Regions from separate parts of the Mus musculus genome. Here region 1 is linked to region 2. A link is a contact called in public Hi-C data. All regions are on one chromosome and are shown on one strand. Each heading gives the region's core, a stretch centred on a gene start, on an enhancer-like site or on the middle of the called end of the contact. The rest is flanking DNA. Distances are from core to core; before and after follow the strand shown. Region 1 overlaps Rad51b (RAD51 paralog B). Region 2 overlaps Rad51b (RAD51 paralog B).

Region 1 (2,897 bases), core at 123-2,622, 91 kb after region 2:
AAAAAGAGTTAGCAGAACCTTATTATTTCTTCATTTATTGCTGACTTAGTTTCAAGGTAGAGTCTTTTTTTATTCCTGATGAAATGTTTCTAAACCTGGATGGATGTATTAGTCAGGGTTCTCGTAAGAGAACTGATGGGGTGAATCTGTATAGATAGAGAAAGGGGGTTTATTAGCATGACTTACAGGCTGTGGTCCAGCTAGTCCAATAATGGATATCTACCAATGGAAGATCCAAGAATCCAGTAGTTGCTTGGTCCAGGAAGTAAATTGGATGTCTCAGCTGGTCTTTTAGTTTATGCTAGAATCCTGAAGAAGTAGGCTCGAATGCCAGTGAAGGAATTGACTTGGCAGCAAGAACAAACAGGCAAAGAGAGACAAGCTTCCTTTTCCCATGTCCTTTGTATAGGCGGCCAGCAGAAGGTATGACTTAGATAAAGGTGGATTTTCCTACCTCCAAAGATCTGGATTAAATGTGGGTCCTCCTGTTTTAAATTATTTAATTGAGGAAAGTCTCTCACAGCTATGTCCAGCCACTTAGGGTTAATTCCAGATGTAGTCAAGTTGACAACCAAGAATAGCCATCACGGTAGAGTTGCTTCTATGAATTAGGAAGCCAGAAAACTAATCTGAAAAATAATTAACTTTAATTATGAGCTGAGCCAAGTACGTATTTTCTTCTTGTCTTCCTTCCTTCCTTCCTTCCTTCCTTCCTTTCTTTCTTTTTCTTTTTTTTTCAGAAAATACATGTTTTGCCCATATTGTAACAAAGTTTCAAAAAAGTTAAGTAACTTGCCAGAGTAAAGGCAGACCGTTTTATTTCTATTTTTTATTTAGCAATGGTTTCTAGCCAGAGATGACAAAAATATTTCACCATGCTAGATAATGTGTTTGGACCACTATGTTGAAATTTTGCTGCAGCTGCCTCCACATGATCCTGTGTAAGGTGGTAGTGGTGTGTGACCTGCATGTCTCTCATCAAAGAGACGACCTTCGAATCTTTACTTTCTCCTGAAAGTGGAAGATGAGAAAAGTCATCTGAATGCTATCTAGCTGCAGGAAAGCTATGCCTACTGCCAAGATGGAAAACACTCTGTTGTTGCATGAACAATATAGGCCAGTAAATTTATGAGAACTATTTTCGAAGACTTGAAATGGAAGATAAGTGTAAATAAAGTAGGTTTGTAGCTCAAATGTGTATTTTTTTAGTTGAATTAGTTTATTTTTCTGATTTGTAATTCTTTAATGTGATTACAGAAGATTGAATTGTATCTATGGTGATATCATAACACACCCCTAGCCCTCTGATGACTTCCTTATTGAAAGATTACCATGCTAAGGCAGAATAAGGAACCAAAACACACAAGCACACTTGACTCTATATTTAAATTGTTATCTATGCTACAGCATCAGAATGAAAGCTGTGAAGTAGCCTATGGTACATGACCAAAGGAGCCAAGAAAGGTCATGAACTTCTAGCTCAGACTCATACCTGTAGTTTGAGAAATAATCTCTTGTATTGTTTTGCATTTTAGAAAATTCTATGTTTTCTTGTGCATATGTGTCTACATGCTATTTTATATTTAAAGTTAATATTTTATAACACAGGTGTACATGCATGCATGGTATGTACATGTTTGTGCACACATACTCATTTTACCTGGAAAAATGGGTAACCCTTACTTAGGTATTCTGAACTTTTGGGGGGGGGGTCGAGACAGGGTTTCTCTGTGTAGCCCTGGCTGTCCTGGAACTCAGTTTGTAGACCAGGCTGGCCTCGAACTCAGAAATCCGCCTGCCTCTGCCTCCCAAGTGCTGGGATTAAAGGTGTGTGCCACCACCACCCGGCCTGAACACCTTTTTAGCCATGTAAAAATCAACTATTTTGGTGAATTGCAGTTAGATAAAATTTTATTATAGCAGTCCAATTAATGCTTATTTGTTTCTGAAGGATAAATAAACGTGATATGGCTTTTATATTTTAGTATATTAAAATTTCTCAATAGCTCATTGCCTTTATGCTAGTGACAACTGGTCTTCAAATCTCTCTAGTCTCCCTATAATAAACTGAGCATAAGGAGAAAATCAAGCTAAAATTTTGCTTTACTTTCACTTCCACTCAGCTCTCTCCAAGCACACAGTGCTGCTTCCTACATCAGAGATGCCTAGGAGCTGGCAGGAGACAGCTCAGCTCTTCCTATAATTCCTCATGGCAAATGTGTATCTTAAATGTGATGATAGATTCCAGTTTGCTTTGGTGCCTTATTTTGAGAATAGCTGCTAGAGCCACAATCTCTTTGCTTTGGCTGATGCTCCTCCTCCTCCTCCTCCTCCTCCTCCTCCTCCTCCTCCTCCTCCTCCTCCTCCTCCTCCTCCCTCTCCTCTTCCCCCTCCCCCTCTTCTCCTGGGCTATTGTATTTTTCTTCTCTGTATGGAGTGAAATGGAAACTACTCTCTCTCTCTCTCTCTCTCTCTCTCTCTCTCTCTCTCTCTTTCACACCCCCGCACACACATAATTAGTCTTGGCTATGATGTCCCTTGGCTAGGCAGTTTAGTCAGTACCCAACTCTTCTCTACAGCTAGTGCTTTGCTTGTCCTGAAGAGCCCGATGATTCATCTCTCTGGGGAGATGAGACATGGTTCCATATTTGATATTACCCATTGGGCTTATTGCTTTGCTTAAATTCCCAGATTTGTCTAGTGTTTGCTGACTTTTTAATCCAAGAATAAAGTCATGTAAGTCACCAGTGTAGTGCTAGTGGATTTGGCAACTTATAAAGTTTAGAAAGCCTCCATCCCATCAGGATGGAGGCTTTAGCACTGCCTCAGCCAGGGTGCAATGCCCTTTCCAGTGCACATTCTTGCACAGATTGGGTCCACTGAATTATGGAAATCCA
Region 2 (2,715 bases), core at 19-2,518:
CCCTCCTTGGCCCTGGGCAAACATGGATCAACTGTTTTGCTAAGGTTTCATTTTAATTTATAGTTTGGTCAACAAGATCGAAATAATGAGAGTTGAACATCATCAAAATTTGAGATTCAGATCTTACATCTGCTAGAACAATTCCAGAAACTTCTGAGCCTTACTGTTTTCATGCATCTGTGGAGATGATATCTATTTTTCTATCTTATAAATCCATCATGAAAAATCCAAAGAAGTCATAGAAGAGAAATAGTTATGTACAGTCCAAGTAACTATTTAGAAAATATTGGTTTCACTTAGAAGAGTGGTACTTGCAGACTTTAGTCCTGTAGTGAGATGCTGCCATCCTCTCATCGTGCCCACACAGATCCTTGAAGGCTGGTCCTCAAGGATGGAGATGAAGTTATATTTTGAAATATTTGGCTTAAGGGTTCAGAATTCAGTCTTCTGCCTCTAGCTGACAATATAGATGAACAATTCACTTGGCTGGTGTTTCTCAGTTAACACAGATCACTTACTTTACTTTGGATATAACCTATAATGTAAAATGTTCTCAATGGCTCTGGCTCTGACTCTGTCATGCTGGTCATACTCGAATGATTTATGTCATGCTCAAGCACCCACTGAACTTGTCAGCTTTGTGGTTTCCATTTTTCTTTGGATAAATCTGAATTTTTCAGTTAAGATGCTCCTCTATAGTATGTCAGCTGATGTGTAAGTCACTGCTGTTTGAACAATTGACTTACCTATCATTTTTATTGGAATGGAGCAGAGGGACTAACCAAGCTTCTGATAGAATTCTATTTGTTTTCCTTGGGGGAAAAAGAAAGAAAGAAAGAAAGAAAGAAAGAAAGAAAGAAAGAAAGAAAGAAAGAAAGAAAGAAAGAAAGGAAGGAGAGAAGAGAAGAGAAGAGAAGAGAAGAGAAGAGAAGAGAAGAGAAGAGAAGAGAAGAGAAGAGAAGAGAAGAGAAGAGAAAGAATTTCCTAATAGCTAGAGAGACCAGGTCACTTATATCTTCCTTGTCTGTGAGGTATTTCTGACATTTTATAGGCAAACCTACAAAAAGGTTCAGATCTCACTTTTAAAAACTGAGGTAATAGATTGTGTATACACACACACACTGTTGCTGCCGTTTGCCTCTGTGTACCCATGGATATCATTGTGTGGATTGTGCATTTTCAAAAAAGAACTGGCCGTCAGCACGACATTCTCACTTCCCCTGTGTACATTTTGTAGCTTCCCCACAGGGAAGCGAAACTGGTGGTGGTTGGAAGAGATTGACTCTGTTGAAGTGGATTCTGCCAAGTGGCTGTTTATAGATAACCTTTGTCTTAGGGTAATAATAGCAGGATCTACAGAATTCCAGCAGGCATCTGAAAAACAGCCCGTCACTATCAGAATCCTAAAGCACTGGCTTTGGACATATATTCACTTAAGATGGTGATGAGCCAGGAATCAGGAGAGCCTGGTTGGGCTGTGTGTGTGTGTGTGTGTGTGTGTGTGTGTGTGTGCATGCGCATGCACATGTGCAGCTTTGTGTCACTGTTGATATTTTCCTTCTTGTGGTTTATCTTCTGTGTAGAACTTTCACATCAATCGTCAAAGGCCCATTGCATCTTTAACTTTTGCAATATTCACGTTTCCATCCTTGCTCTGTAGAGATGCGTTAAGTACTTGCTCGTTAAAAGAGTTAGGCCATTACCCGGCCTGGAATGATCTGGATTCTATTTGGGCACTTCCAGAGAGAGGGCAGTATTCTGTCTGTACCATCCTCACGATTAGGATCCATCTGGAGCAGGTGCAGTCCCATCAGACCTTTGTGGGCCGTTCTCTACTATGCTGCTCGGACTTCAGCGCCGAGCTCTCTGTAGTTCTCTCAACTCTTAGGAGCCTCTTATTTTTCTCAAACTCAGTATTAGACACTCATGAATATTTTAAGCAGGTTACACAGGACACAAAAGCTGTACCTTTATGGGCAGGACTTTATATTTCAGACCAAACATATTCTAAAACATAACTCAGATAGTGCCAGTGTTCTCTTCAAACCCATCCCTGGTTTCTTACCATCCTAAAACCAAACTCTAAGTCAGTGTCATCGGAGCCAGGGTGCTGACTCTGCCCCACCCGTTTCATTGACCCTGATCCTTGATCACTAGCCTGCAGCACCGTGGTCTTTGGGTACCGAGATGATCACAAGCCTGTTTCTCCCAGGATCCTTACGTTCATCTTCCTGGCTGGGATTCTACCATGAATTCCCTGGAAACTCAGGACTGCCCCTCAGAACTCAGCCTAAATGGCTTCTCTTGGTAGCAGCCACCCATCGTTCTTCATGTTCAGTGCTTTCTTTATTCAGAACCCCCAATCTATCTGAAACTCTCCTGCCCTCCTCCTGGTTTCCTTATTATTGCTAGACGCTGATTGAGGACCCACTCTTCAAGGGCAGACCATTCTTTGTTTGACCTGTTCTCTATTGCAGTCTCCTAACCCAGAAGCTTGTCTAATCCCCAACCACATCTGGACTCATTGAGGATTAGATCTGAAGGCATTTACCTTGCCCTCCATCCCTATTCCTTCCCCTCCCCTCCTCATATGCTGAAATGTGTGGTCTAGGACTGAAGCACATGTCTTGGATCAAGGTTTTCGGTTCACTTGTTCCCTTAATCGGAAGCGTCTGGTCCTGCACAGCTGCAGCCCGGAAACAGCATCACTCACCT

What was found. Hi-C and Micro-C count contacts between places; a contact is called where the count stands out from the background.
Region 1: a Hi-C map of bone marrow-derived macrophages shows a contact between it and region 2, with 43 read pairs. The contact joins two enhancer-like sites. A contact is called at or near these places in 10 of 484 Hi-C or Micro-C datasets (B cells, the G1E-ER4 cell line, beige adipocytes and 7 more), 7 of 115 datasets of contacts at active chromatin or transcription factors (the 230-238 cell line, CD8 T cells, embryonic stem cells and 3 more) and 1 of 9 other capture datasets (adipose tissue).

What each region holds. Positions count from the first base shown.
Region 1 is chr12:79,723,724-79,726,620 of GRCm38.p6, forward strand. All of the region lies in intron 8 of Rad51b (RAD51 paralog B), which reads left to right. Among named protein-coding and RNA genes, the nearest start is that of Gm36048, 74 kb to the right of the region's middle. Within about 2 kb of position 1,373, at least 41 of the 459 cell types and tissues checked have an H3K27ac peak or open chromatin away from gene starts, as enhancers often do. A contact at or near this core is called in B cells, adipose tissue, bone marrow-derived macrophages and 1 more, where this site is marked.
Region 2 is chr12:79,632,428-79,635,142 of GRCm38.p6, forward strand. All of the region lies in intron 7 of Rad51b (RAD51 paralog B), which reads left to right. Among named protein-coding and RNA genes, the nearest start is that of Gm36048, 170 kb to the right of the region's middle. Within about 2 kb of position 1,269, at least 55 of the 459 cell types and tissues checked have an H3K27ac peak or open chromatin away from gene starts, as enhancers often do. A contact at or near this core is called in B cells, adipose tissue, bone marrow-derived macrophages and 1 more, where this site is marked.